Regions from separate parts of the Hordeum vulgare genome. Here region 2 is linked to region 1. A link is a contact called in public Hi-C data. All regions are on one chromosome and are shown on one strand. Each heading gives the region's core, a stretch centred on a gene start, on an enhancer-like site or on the middle of the called end of the contact. The rest is flanking DNA. Distances are from core to core; before and after follow the strand shown.

What was found. Hi-C and Micro-C count contacts between places; a contact is called where the count stands out from the background.
Region 2: a Hi-C map of seedling shows a contact between it and region 1, with 3 times the contacts expected there. The contact joins the enhancer-like site here to the promoter of LOC123396104 in region 1. A contact is called at or near these places in 1 of 6 Hi-C or Micro-C datasets (seedling) and 1 of 1 datasets of contacts at active chromatin or transcription factors (embryo).

Annotation. Positions count from the first base shown.
Region 1 is chr5H:424,776,782-424,783,644 of MorexV3_pseudomolecules_assembly, forward strand. LOC123396104 (HMG-Y-related protein A-like) reads right to left here and starts at 2,054. Exons shown (of 2, transcript XM_045091148.1): 1 at 1,865-2,054; 2 at 985-1,727. The coding sequence starts at 1,915. The coding sequence ends at 1,224. It also overlaps the pseudogene LOC123396816.
Region 2 is chr5H:425,353,110-425,359,077 of MorexV3_pseudomolecules_assembly, forward strand. No RefSeq gene overlaps it. Among protein-coding and RNA genes, the nearest start is that of LOC123395598, 93 kb to the right of the region's middle. Within about 2 kb of position 2,207, at least 3 of the 3 cell types and tissues checked have open chromatin away from gene starts, as enhancers often do. A contact at or near this core is called in seedling, where this site is marked.

The DNA of each region.
Region 1 (6,863 bases), core at 804-3,303:
AAGCTCTTGGCGAAAATGGAGGGCAAAAGAGGGCCCGTCTCGAAAGACGCGCGCCTAGTTACTGGAAAACGAGGGGAACAGCGCATGCCAATATCATTGACAGCACGGAAACACTATGCAAGCAAGTAAACAAGAAAATACAAGCTAGGTCGCCATCAAAACAAAGTGCAACATGAGAAGTACTCCCGCTGTATCAAAATTATTGTCTTGGATTTGTTAGGTATGAATATATCTAGTCACATTTTAGTATTTCAATACATCTATTTCTATATACAAACCTAAGACGAGAACTTTGGGACGGAGGGAGTACAATCAACTGCAACATTTCACCACCAGGTGCATCTATTGACAGCTATATGCAAACTTGTAACCAGATTAACTTGCGACGATCAGCCCAATCCCAAGTAAGTACTACTAAACATGGTGAACAATTACGCTATTTAGGCAAAGTAGATTATCAATTCATTCCAATTGCTACAATGCTAAGCCTCAAGCATGTATACCTAATAGTGAGTCTTTATACTATAAACTAACACTCTTATATAAGAGCAGAACACTAGCCAGTACTCTCTCCGTCCCAAAATAAGTGTCTTACTCTTAGTAAAACTTTGAGACAGTTATTTTGGGACAGAGGGAGTACATTTTTTTATCTCCGGCTAAACCAAAATTCAAACTAGCTACATTGCTAGTATGTACCACTGTAGGATGCAGCTATAAATATGTTCTGTAAATAAAAATGTGCTATGATGCATATATACCTAGAAGAGAACTATAGATCATCTTACTAAACAGAACAGAGTAGTAAACATCAACGCCCAACCACTACAATCAAACTTTCGACGACATGCTGAACCACAATTCAACACTAAGTGACAATTCAAGCGGCAGCCCACAATCAAGAACAAGTCAAGGGGACAGTGACCTAGTACACAAGAACAGGACAAACATCTTCATCATAATGCGGAAGCAACAGAGATGGCGATAAAAAAATGAACATCTTCACTCTCAGCAGCAGAGTCAACTATTACGACCGAAGCTAAAAACATCCATACATCCATCCATTGTGCACACTCATCTGGATCAGGTTACAGCATACTGAGCAACTAAGCCGAGACAACAATTAGTACGAAGCACGAATCGAACAAGCACCGTCACACCTAGGAGCTTACCACCGTCGGAACCACGGCGAGATACACGGACCGAAAGGCAACAGCATGCAGGCCTCAAGCCGCCACCTTGCGTGGGCGCCCACGGCCGCGCTTGGCAGGAGCGGAGCCAGACGCGGCCGCCGGAGACTCAGCCTCCTTGGTTACCTTGGCCTTCTTGGCCGCGGAGGGGCCCGGCGGGCGGCCGCGGCCCTTGGGCATGCCGGTGGTGGCCTTGGCGACGGCCTCCTTGACGGCGACGGACATGGGGTCCTTGGGCGGGCGCCCCCGGCCGCGCTTGGGCGTGTTGGGATCCGGCTTGGGCTTGGGCGGCGCGTTGGGGTCCTTGGGCGGGCGGCCGCGGCCGCGCTTGGCCGGGGTGGCGGAGACCGCGTCGGCCTTGAGGTAGTTGTTCTTGACGAAGGCGAGCTTGCCGGCCTCCTTCATGCTGGCTAGGTTGGCCGTGAGGAGGGAGGCGTGCGCGGAAGGGAGGCCCTCGTACTTCTCCTCGATGTAGCTGGAAATGGCCGACTTATTGGAGCCGTTAGTGTCGCCCAGCGCCTCGATAGCCGCGAGAATCATCTGCCAGGAGAAGCAGGGGCGCTCAGGCCGCGGCCGGCAAATGGAAGGATCTACCAAACAAGGAAACAATACGCCGGCGACGAATCTACGGCGGCGGAAAGCACGGGAGCAGGGCATCAAAACTGGGCGAAACTCACCTCGGGGTAGGGCGGGATGTCACCGGACTTGGGAGACCCTTCGGTCGCCATGGCAGCGACGGCGGCTAGAGCCCACGGCGGTGGAGCCGAGCTCTAGAGCTAGAGTGCGGGCGCGGGCAGCGGGGAGGGGGGAATTTTCGGATTTGGATCGGGGGAGGATGGGAGGACGGCGGGGGCAGTAGATAAGAAATGGGCGAGCTGCGCCGCGTGTACCAGAGGCAGACGGCGTATGACCTAGGGTTTCCGCGCGTGGTCACCGACGTGTGGGCCGCGTGGGGCGGTATCCTTGGACGGGACCACCTGGCGGTGGGGGCACCACGGGCGTGTCAGAGGAATCCTGCAGTTTCGGCCGATATAAATGTAGCTTTCCTATTTTGAATGCCTTTATCGATGTGCGGGGGACGGAGACCCGAGCGTGACGTGCACGGACGGCGGGGATGGCGAGGCGGGGGATCGGAGGGTGGACAAGGAAGAAGCAACGGGTGCCTGCACGCGGATCGGTGACGTGGCGCGGGGCGGGGGAAACGCTTTTGCTGGACTTGTCGTCTCCTGCGCGGGGAGCGGGAGCGGGAGCGGCCTCGCGTTTTGGGTCGGGGGGAATTGACTGTCCTGCCCCGCCACGAGCGCGCTGCCCATATAAATATTTATTTATAAAAAATCGGCCCCTTTGTCGTGCTCCGGTCTGGGTGGGCCTGATCCACGTCTTTGCATTTGTATACCGCTTAAAACAAATACAGTAGTGTTTGAGTGAGCTAGCTATAAAAAATAAATTACTTCATCTATATCAAAATATATGTTGGTGGAGTATAATGACATATATTTTGTAAGAATGAAAGGCGGGCCATATAATAAATAAGTAGTACACTCTTCTAACCAACTATTGTACATGTTAGTTGTAAGATGAGCTATATGTGACATGGCATAAGCTTACAGCCGGCAGCCGGCTCTATTATTGTCTTTGCTCTTAGAGCAAGTACAATAAGGTGACATAAGCAGGCTATAAGAATTAAAATAATATATATTCTTGCTTAATTGGAAGAGAGAGGAGAGGAGAGAGAAGAGAAGCGGGCTCTTCGTGAGTAGCCAGCTGCAACACGAGACCCAAGACACTTTGTGAGATTGTAAGGTGGGCCAACTATTACTAAAGTAGTACACGTCTAAAACTTACTATTGTATATGCCAGTTATTAGGTTGACTCTGTATGACATGTCAACTCCTTATAGCCGATTGTTGGCTATATTATTAACCATGCTCTTAGAGCATGGTTAATAGTATAGTCAACTGGTGGCTATAAGCCATCTTGTAGTCCATCTTATAGCTAGCTTGTACAATAGTTAGCTGTAAAAGAGTACTACTTTTATTATATATGGTCCACCTTTTATTCTCACAAAGCATCTAGGAGCACGTGCTAGAGCTAGCTCTTCACGAAGAGCCCGTTCCCTTCTCTCTCCTCTTCTCTCTCATCCAACTCAGCAAAAATATAGTATTTTAATCCTTACAGCCTGCTGGTTGTGCCTTATTATACTTGATCTTATACTGCCATTACAACTAGCCTTAGTTAAGAGTCCTTACAGTCTGCTGGTTGTACCTTATTATACTTGATCTTATACTGCCATTACAACTAGCCTTGGTTAAGAGTTAGTTATAGCACGTGCTCCTAGGCACTTTGTAAGAATGAAAGATGGGTCATACAATAAAAATGTAGTACACTTCTAATCAGAGGGTGCTTGGATCCAAGGGACTAAAAATAGTCTCTTTAAGAGGCTAAAGTTTCAAGCACCCATGACTAAAGAGAGGCTAAAACTAGTCTTGAGACTAAAATCTTTTAGTCACGGGTACCCCTACTAAAATATGGATTAGTCCTCTCTCTCCTCATTTAACTCCTCTCCTTTAACACATGCGAGTTCTGGATTGGAGGGTTTGGAGGATAATAAATGCTTATTAACTTAATTTTAGTCTCTTTAGTATTTGAATCCAAGCATGGGTAAGGCTCGCAAGTTTTAGTCACGCTACTTTTAGTCATTGGACTAAAACGTATCCAAGCACCCTCTCAATTATTATACATGGTAGTAATAAGTAAAGCGTTAGGTAGGAATCAAACACCACACCAAAGGCAACTCGCTCATGTTGCTAACCAATAGGAGAGACTAACTCTAATCTAGAGAAGCAATGTGAAACTTAGGCTATTTATAGTGGGGGGTATCATATAATAGTATCATACGTATGATAATGTTGTATGATAATACCTTCGTAATGCATAGTATCATAAACTAGTATCATAGGTGATCTCGTTTATTGACACGCATGACGCATGGTAGCATAGCATTTAACATAATACAACATGTACCTATGTTACTCTAACCCTCTCTCTCTCTTTAATTGTTTATCACATCAGCATGTTTTGCTAGTTTCAAGTACATGATACTAGCTATGATACCCCCACTATGGCCAACCTTAAACTTCTCAAAATGGGGAGTAACATAGAGTAGGAACATGCATATGTTACTAGTCTAAGTTAAAACTCCACGGTGGATAGTAACATAGGGGTAGTAACATTGAATCTTTCATTTATTAGCTTGTAAGGCTGGTCATAGTGGAGAGTATCATATAGTAGTATCATGCATATGATACTATTGTATGATAGTACCTTCATAGTGCATAGTATCATAAACTAGTATCATAGATGACCTCATTTATTGACATGCATGACACATAGTAGCATAGCATTTAACATGTTACGGTATCTACCTATGTTATTCTAACCTCTGTCTCTTCTTTAATTGTCTGCCACATCAGCATGTTTGCTCTTTCCAAGTACATGATACTACCTTAGTTACCCCCACTATGACCAGCCTAAACTCATATTGTCTTGATATGCGTTATGTTACTCCTAGTATGAGTAACTAGCTAAGTTACTCAATTTCTCTCTCTTCTCATTAATTAGTTATCACGTCATATTTTTTGCTTATGTGACATCTGTAACATCCTAAATTTTGGAATGTTAATATAATTGTTTGTTTGTTTGTGTAATTGAAAACTTGAGTGAAACTTTTCAAAAACTTTTGAATGAGAGGGAATAAAATGACTTTCCCCTTCTCCGGTAAATTCAAATTCATCCAATTAAAAACAATGAGAGAAGATGACATGACTTCTTCAACTATAAAGAATTTGAATGGAGTTTGCATTTGAATTCTTCAAATTTTTGCTTTTGCATTTCTATTTTTCTTCCCCGAGAAATACCCGAAAATAATTCTTGCAAGCAAGAAAGAGCGGAGGAAAATGACCCTCCCAAAATCAAGGAAATATTTTTGAGCCAAGAAAACCAGATTTTTATTGAGAAAATAATTACAAAAGAAAATTAAACCTTTAGGGGTTTTCTGAAAAAACATTTTTTTAAAGTTTTTATTTTGGTCTTGGAAAAATGATAAACAAATAGGAAATATTTTTCTCAAAAATTTGGTATATAATACCCCTATATTATTTATTTTGTTTCCTTTTTATTTTTAATACTTGCTGTTTTTTTTGCAAAAAAACTAAAACGAGAAAGTTTTTTTATTTGGGAAAGCGCCTGAGCGCATCTTAACTCCTCGGGCCAGATCAGGCCGAATCCCCGCCTGACCCGGGATCTCCCTCCCCTCCGCACCGGTTGGCCGACCGAACCCACCCGCGCCCCCTCTCGCACACGCCCGGGGCCCACCGCCCGAAACCCCCACCCGACCGGTCACCCGCTACCCCCCCTCGCGCCCTCTCCCTTCCTTCTCTCTCGCCCGACAGCCCAGCCTCGGCGGACCTTCCTTCACCGACCGATCCCCTCCCGGATCTCCCTCTCTTTCCCTCCCGAGGCCTCCCCTCCTCCTATAAAAGCCCCCCCTGTCCCCCACACTCCGTTCCCCTCGCCACCGCCCCGCCTCGCCGCCTCTAGCCACCCCCTGCACCACCTCGCCAGAGCCGAAGCTCCGGGAGCTCCTCCCGCGCCCCCTGTTGTCCCCTTGCTCGCCTCTGGCCACGCCACACCTCCCCGACGCCACCACAAGCACGCCGGAGATCCCCTCCGCCGCCCGGACCTCTCCCCCACCTCGGCTGACCGCCGGAGCCCCTTCCCCGGCCACCACCAAATTCGGTCGGAGCACGGGCTCACGGGAGATAACTCCCAGCCCACTGTGAGCCCCATCCCCTCTCCATAGCCGTCCGATCTTAGATGTACGCGTGAGATTAGATTGTGAGATACCTCTTCGGTCTTTTTAAAAAAACCAAACCAGTTCGTTTCACTTACGGTTAGCCGAAGAAGTTTTCGTTAAGATTCGGCCGTTTGTTAGTACTCCTCTTTTTCTGTTTTAATTCCAAAAACAAAGAGAGTTTCAATTTTGTTTTGCTCATAACTTTTGATCCACACCTCCAATGAGGTTGATTATTTTTCCACTAGATCACCATTTTCCTGCAGTTTTCAAAAACATATTATTTGCCTATGTTTGAAATTTTAAATTTTGAATTAGATCAGATTTAGTTTAAACCTTGTTTCGCTTATTCTGGGAGTTTAAAAATAGGTTTTTAATTGATTCTTTGTGCTACTGATCACTAGTTATCTTATTTATCAGTGGTAAAAATTTCAGAATTGTTTGAGTATTTTAGCTCACTACTTAATGTGAAACAGTTTCTGTTTCGCTTCTTTTAGGATTATGACTATTTCCCTTGCTTTAGTTGTTTTTAAATTATTCTCTTTTAAATTTCAGAAAGTTTATGTTTGGTTTCTGTTAGTCAAACAGTAGGGGTTCAACAAGTTTTTATTTTATTTATTATTTGTTAACATGAAATCAATTCTAGTTCTCTAATAACTTGCAATTGATTTCTCTACCGTTTCAACTCCCATTTGAAAATACTTTCAAAATAACTTTATGAAAAATACTTTATTTTGTCTTAGTTAAATTTATATTTCTTTCTCTGTTATTTAAGTATTTTATTTTCTGTTAGACAAAAAAAAATTTGTGATTGATGTAGTAGA
Region 2 (5,968 bases), core at 957-3,456, 580 kb after region 1:
TGGGCAAACGCTCACAGCCCAGCTACCATCGGTAAGCACCTGCATGATGGTCATATTCCTCCTCGTTCTGCGAGGCACACGCTGATACGAGTTCGACGCGATCTCTTGCGTCGTGTACCCGCTGATCCACCTGTCTTCCTAGAAGATCGGCCATCACCGATCATGGTAGATGTAGCCGCCAGAAATAGCCTGTTGGCATCATTCAAAACCTTGAAATCAATCCCTTTCCATGGCCTGCAGTCATCCGTTTTCTGCAGCCATGGCCACCTAGCCTGAAGCGTGACATTTAGCCACTGTAAGTCAGGAACACCAAGTCCACCGCCCACTTAGGAGTGCATACAGACTTCCAAGCCACCATGCACTTACCACCGTTAGCCTCCGTCGCGCCATCCTAGAGGAATTCACAACACATCTTGTTGATAGCTTTGATTGTCTTAGGCGGTATCTGGATGGAGAGCATGGCGTGAACTGGAATGACGCAAAGAGCCGCTTTAACCAGCACCAACCTACTGTTCCTGGGCAGCGAGGCCTCACTCCACGAAGGCAACTTCTGAGCTACCTGGGCCACCAGATCATCGAGTTGCGTCGTCATTAACTTCCACAAGCTAAGCGACAGTCCAAGGTAGCGGCAGGAAAAAACTCCCACAGCACAACCAAGCGTGGTCGTAATCCTATCAATGTGCTCCTCGGAGCACCTGATGGGCATCGCACATGTCTTCGCCCTGTTCACCTGTAGCCCTCACCAATCTGCAAACGAGCCGAGGATGGCATTGCAGATGTGTAGATCCTGGTCCTTTGGTTGCAGGAATAGCATAACATCGTCCGCGAATACTGAGATCCGCTAGTTTGGAGCTCTCGATAATGGTGAGAGCAGGCCCTGCCTATCCGCGAGAGCAAATAACCGCTGCAGGGGTTCCATCATCATGATGAACATCATAGGGGACAACAGGTCGCCTTGCCTAAACCCCTTCTTATTCCTTATTGGTGCACTTGGCACGCCATTGATGAGGATCCGAGTTTATGCGATGGAGAATAAGCCGGCTATCCATGCAATCCATCTCCTGTCAAAGCCTAGGGCCTGAATGACTTGTAGCACGAATGACCACTTCACCGACTCAAAGGCTTTGAAAATATCTAGTTTGATAATTTCTGTCGGTTGCTTGAGAGAATGAAGTTTCTTGGCCGTGCCCTGAACCATCATAAAGTTGTCATGGACGGACCGCCCTGTGACGAAGGCGCTCTGGTGCCCTCCGAGAAGGCTAGGAAGGTCGTGAGTAACTCTCAAGGATAAGACTTTATCAAAGATCTTCACCGCCCCATGGACCAAGCTAACCGGTCGGAAATCCTTCAACTCATCTGCTCCATCAACCTTGGGCAACATCGTTACGAGGGCTTTGTTGATCGCGTGTAGCCCTCTCATGTTCGGAGCTCCACAACCCGCAACCAGAGGGCAGATACTTGCCCTCTCCGGCGATATCTTTGTGTGTTTGGTGCATTAGGGCTAGAGTGATTTTCAAGGCAACACAATTCAATTAATAGTAGTTTTATGTTAGGTGTTGCCCCTCGGGTTTTCATTCTCAACTTTGGGTGGATGGCGTCCTTGTCGTCATCTTGTTGTCATTTTTATCTTTAACTTGCGTGTATTGGAATTTCTTAATCACTTTATAACTATTTGGCCGCAACAGGTTAGAGTTTTTGTTATATGTAAATTAAGATGCTTTATATTTTTGATGAATTTTTTTGTTCCTTTCTGGAAAAAAGGAACATGTTTCGAGCGAAGGTTTTATTTCGTTGTCGTGAGATAGTGGTACCTAGCGCTTTGGGTCCTAAGGGCTTAGCACGTTAAAATATGGAGGAGTAAAAGACTAATCCACAGTTTAAGGAGACAGTTACATGCAGCTTTGTAGACGGCACACCATACAATGGTAGAAGGCCGTATGTAGCGATCAGATTTTCAGGACTACAGATCGTTGGTAATTCTACCGACGAATTATTTCTTTCCCTTCATTCTCTCTCGTCCACATCATTTAATATCCAAGTTGTCTTCCCTTCTAGACAGCTGACCATTGTTGTATATGCCTTAAGGATCTATTATTGACGCGCATCGAAAAATATATTTTTAACGAGGGTACTTAGTAGCGCACGTCGTTGCTCCCATTAAAAAATTGTGCGATGTAGGAGTAGATCGCATGCACATGCACGTTTTCTCACTCGCCCCTGCATGTCCAGTCGTGTCCCACCTGTGACCGACGTGTCTGCCTCAGCGCTAATAGCGTGGCGATCATGTAACGACAGAATTGCAACAATCATTTTCTTTGTTGAGGACCAGAACTACAATAATCAATACTATTTGTATTATTACTAACTGTTCGCATGTCTATACTTTGTACCTCTGACCTGCTGCAGCTTCCATCCTGCTTCCTACTTCCTCTATACCATAATACTTGTTGTTGGGAGAACCAGTCTAATTCAACAAGTATTTAGAAACAAGGGAGTAGTTCGTACATTCTGTCTTCCGGTAGTTCACCTCATCCTCAAGAACTGAGTTCAGGCCAGATGCATTAGTGGATTACTGCAGGATGCAAATCAGCAGGCTCAACTTGCTGTCACGCGTTTTAAGTAGTAACGTGAATGAAAGAAAAATCAGCTGCTGGTAATCAGTTATCAGCCTTATCCGTGCAGAAGAGGGTTTATCCCCTCTGAGCTTATACTTGTGTTAGGGAAGATGCATGATCCAAAAGCTCTTTATCCCTTGCCCGCTGTCCCGTGTTCTCCCCACACGCCATTTAAAGGCAGAGGTGATCGCAACTCTGAGCTCCTTACTTCTTTTGTGATTGAGCCATCGGCCTCATCTTTTAGCAGCCCCCCTGCTTTGGTTACCGTGTGGCTGCTGCGCTCAAAGTTCCTTAATCACCAAGATAAACATGTGGACAGACCTTGCGAGGTTACCAGTGGGATACTTTTAGGCTAGGCTAGCCATGGGAGAACCTCAGCCGTGTGTTTACCAGCATTTTAGCTGGCTAGCAGACACCATTTGTTTCAGAGATTTGTTTGTGCGCTATGATCACATTTGCTGCTTCCGCCGCCGCAGGTTTGAAGAGTGCCTGAAGTGAACCCTAGTGGTAGATTGAAAGAGGTCAAACAAGGACGTGTTTTTCTAACATGCTTCCTTTTACCCTCTCTTTTAATGTAAAAGGTAAGAGTATATAATGAATCTAAAGCCGTTGACTATATCAAATAGTGGATCTGATTAACTCTTATCCTTGTAGCTTCCGTATGAAAGGGGGGATAAGATGGAGCATCTTAAAATTGCTCAGGAAGGACAATAATTAGCAGCCTGAAGTCCGTAACTTTGCTGTTACCGGCCGCTGCAGTTTAGTTGTTGAAGTGTTGGCAATCTGACGTTTGCTAGTTCTGAGATCAGTGAAACTGTAACAAGTTCCAAGCTGAGACAGGAAAGGAGGGGAAATAATATGTCTACACATATTACTTGCAACAAAAAAATTAAACAAAGAAAAAGCATACCCAGCAAAAAAAACAGAGGTATCTCCTAATTCATACAAGTACAAGTGTTTTCATGGCAAACCTTACTTGATGGTGCAGGGCCAGTTTCTCATGTTTCTGCAAATCGGCGCTTGCGTTAGCTGGGCTCGGCCCATTTGTGTTTCTTTTTTCTTTCGTTTAAAACGCTCAAAAATGATGGAGCCGCATGACTTCAAACCTGCACCCAGCTCCTTCGAGGCAATCGAGCGTAACCACTAGGCCAACGAAGGACTTCTGCTTTCTAAGTGCTTATATTATTTCACTCTTCAATCGGGGATTCCCTGGTTTTGGGAAGCTACCTTTTTTCACAGACTCGCTAGTCGTTTTTGGAGCGGTTTTATTCAAGTTTTTTTTTTACTTTTTAAAATTCATGATCTTTTAGAAATATAATGAACTTTTCTCAAATTTCATGTACTTTTTTGAAATTTGATACTCTTTTTTTCAAATTGATGAACTCTTTTTAGATTCGTGTACTTTTTTAATTCCAATGAACTATTTTTGAAATCGATGATTCTTTTCATATTCGATGAACTCTTATCAAATTATTGAACTTCTTTTGGAATTCGATGAATGTTTTCTCAACTTCGCTAAGTTTTTTATAAAAAAATCATGAACGTTTGTTCAAAATCCATGAACATTTTTGAATTTGTAATTTGTACTAAAAGAGAAGTCAAATAGGATTCTTTCCTACTCATAGGCAACAAACTGAGACTGGTCTAGCGGAAAGGCTCGAAGCACTCGACTTAGGTGAGTAGATATTGATTCCCACTTTGCTCGAAGTAACATCACCTTTTTATTCACAGGTTGATATGGCATGATCGCTATGGGCCGCCTGCGAGCGACCGGAGCCCGGCGCTTACAACATCGATTAGGTGAAATCATTAATTGAAAAATATTTTTTTCAAAGATTATATTCATTTTTTCAGGTTGCAACAAGGGGCGTACTACATGTCCGTCACCTGTTGTAACCTGAGAGTTTTTCTTTCTTTCTAGAACTGTTATTTTCAAAGTAGTTTATCTCTTAAATCGTACGTTCAAATCTCGAACCGTTTTCATCTTCGGATTCCTCGTATCAAGATCTTCAAAACTAGATCCATGTCGGTAGGTTTGGACGAACTCTTTTTTCACGAAAAAACCAAACGAAAAAACTATGCCTCTTGCGGAAAAAAAAGAAGAAAACACGTTTGTTTTTCTGTTTTCAGGAGGCACCGATTTGCCTCTCGCGAAAGCAAAGCCGTACCTCTCACGGAAGCAAAATCGTACCTTGCATGAAAGAAAAAAAACAATAAACATGTTTATTTCTCGTTTTCGAGAGACACGGCCATGGCTTTCGTGAAAGGAAAACCGTGCCTCTAATGTAAGAAAAAAAATCAAACAAAAAATGCATATTTTCCCGTTTTCGAGAATCATGGATGTGCCTTTCGAGTAAGAAAATTCATGCCTCTCGTGGAAACGAAATCATGCCTACCGCGAAAAGAATAAGAAATACGTTTTTTCCGTTCAAGAGGCACGGTTGTGCCTCTCGAGAAAAAACAACATAAAATAGTTTTTTGTTCCCAAGAGGCATGGTCGTGCCTCTCACGGAAGCAAATCCGTGCCTTCGACGAAAGAAAAATCATGCTTTTCAAAAAGAGAAAAAAATGTTTTTTTTTTCGCGTAATGCATGTCTATGGAGTTTTGCAAAACCCATACACCTCATAGATAGATATACCGGTCACCCGGGAGTATTTAGCCTTGCAAGGTGGTCCTTGCTGATTCACACGGGATTCCAGGTGCCCCATGCTACTCGGGTCAGAGCATAAGCTGTAAATCCAACATTGGGGGGGGGGGGGGGGGCAAAAGGTTTTCATCCTTTTCTTCCGGGTTTTTGTGGGTTATATATTCACTTATGCAGCTTTCTTGATTGCCTCTACATCAAGCAAGTTTGGTTAATTTGTTTTATACTGTATCAGCACGTACTTCATTACTACCTCCGTTTCGATGTATAAGTCATTCGCGTAATTCTAGGTCGATAATTTAACTATCTAAATATATATCATAAGTGACAAAAAATATATATTTAGAAAATACATCCATGTAAAAATCTAGTGATATACTTTTCATGACATATGACACATATTTAATTCCTTAAATTGATGACCTAGAACTACGCGAATGACTTATACACCGAAACGGAGGAAGTACTTTTTTTGGAAAATAAAATATCATACAGAAGGTAAGAAAGACCGGTGAAAAACCAGAACATCGAAAAAATCCGAAAAAACCCACCTAAAAAGCAAAAACATGTGCAGAAAAATAATAAAAGAACAATTAAAAAAAAAACACTTAAAGAGCGACATGTGTCAGGAGCTGAAAACGCATCAAGTGGCGATGCTGGGAGTGTTCATTGGAAGGCTCCGGAAGAAACGCTCGCAACTAGTTGCTA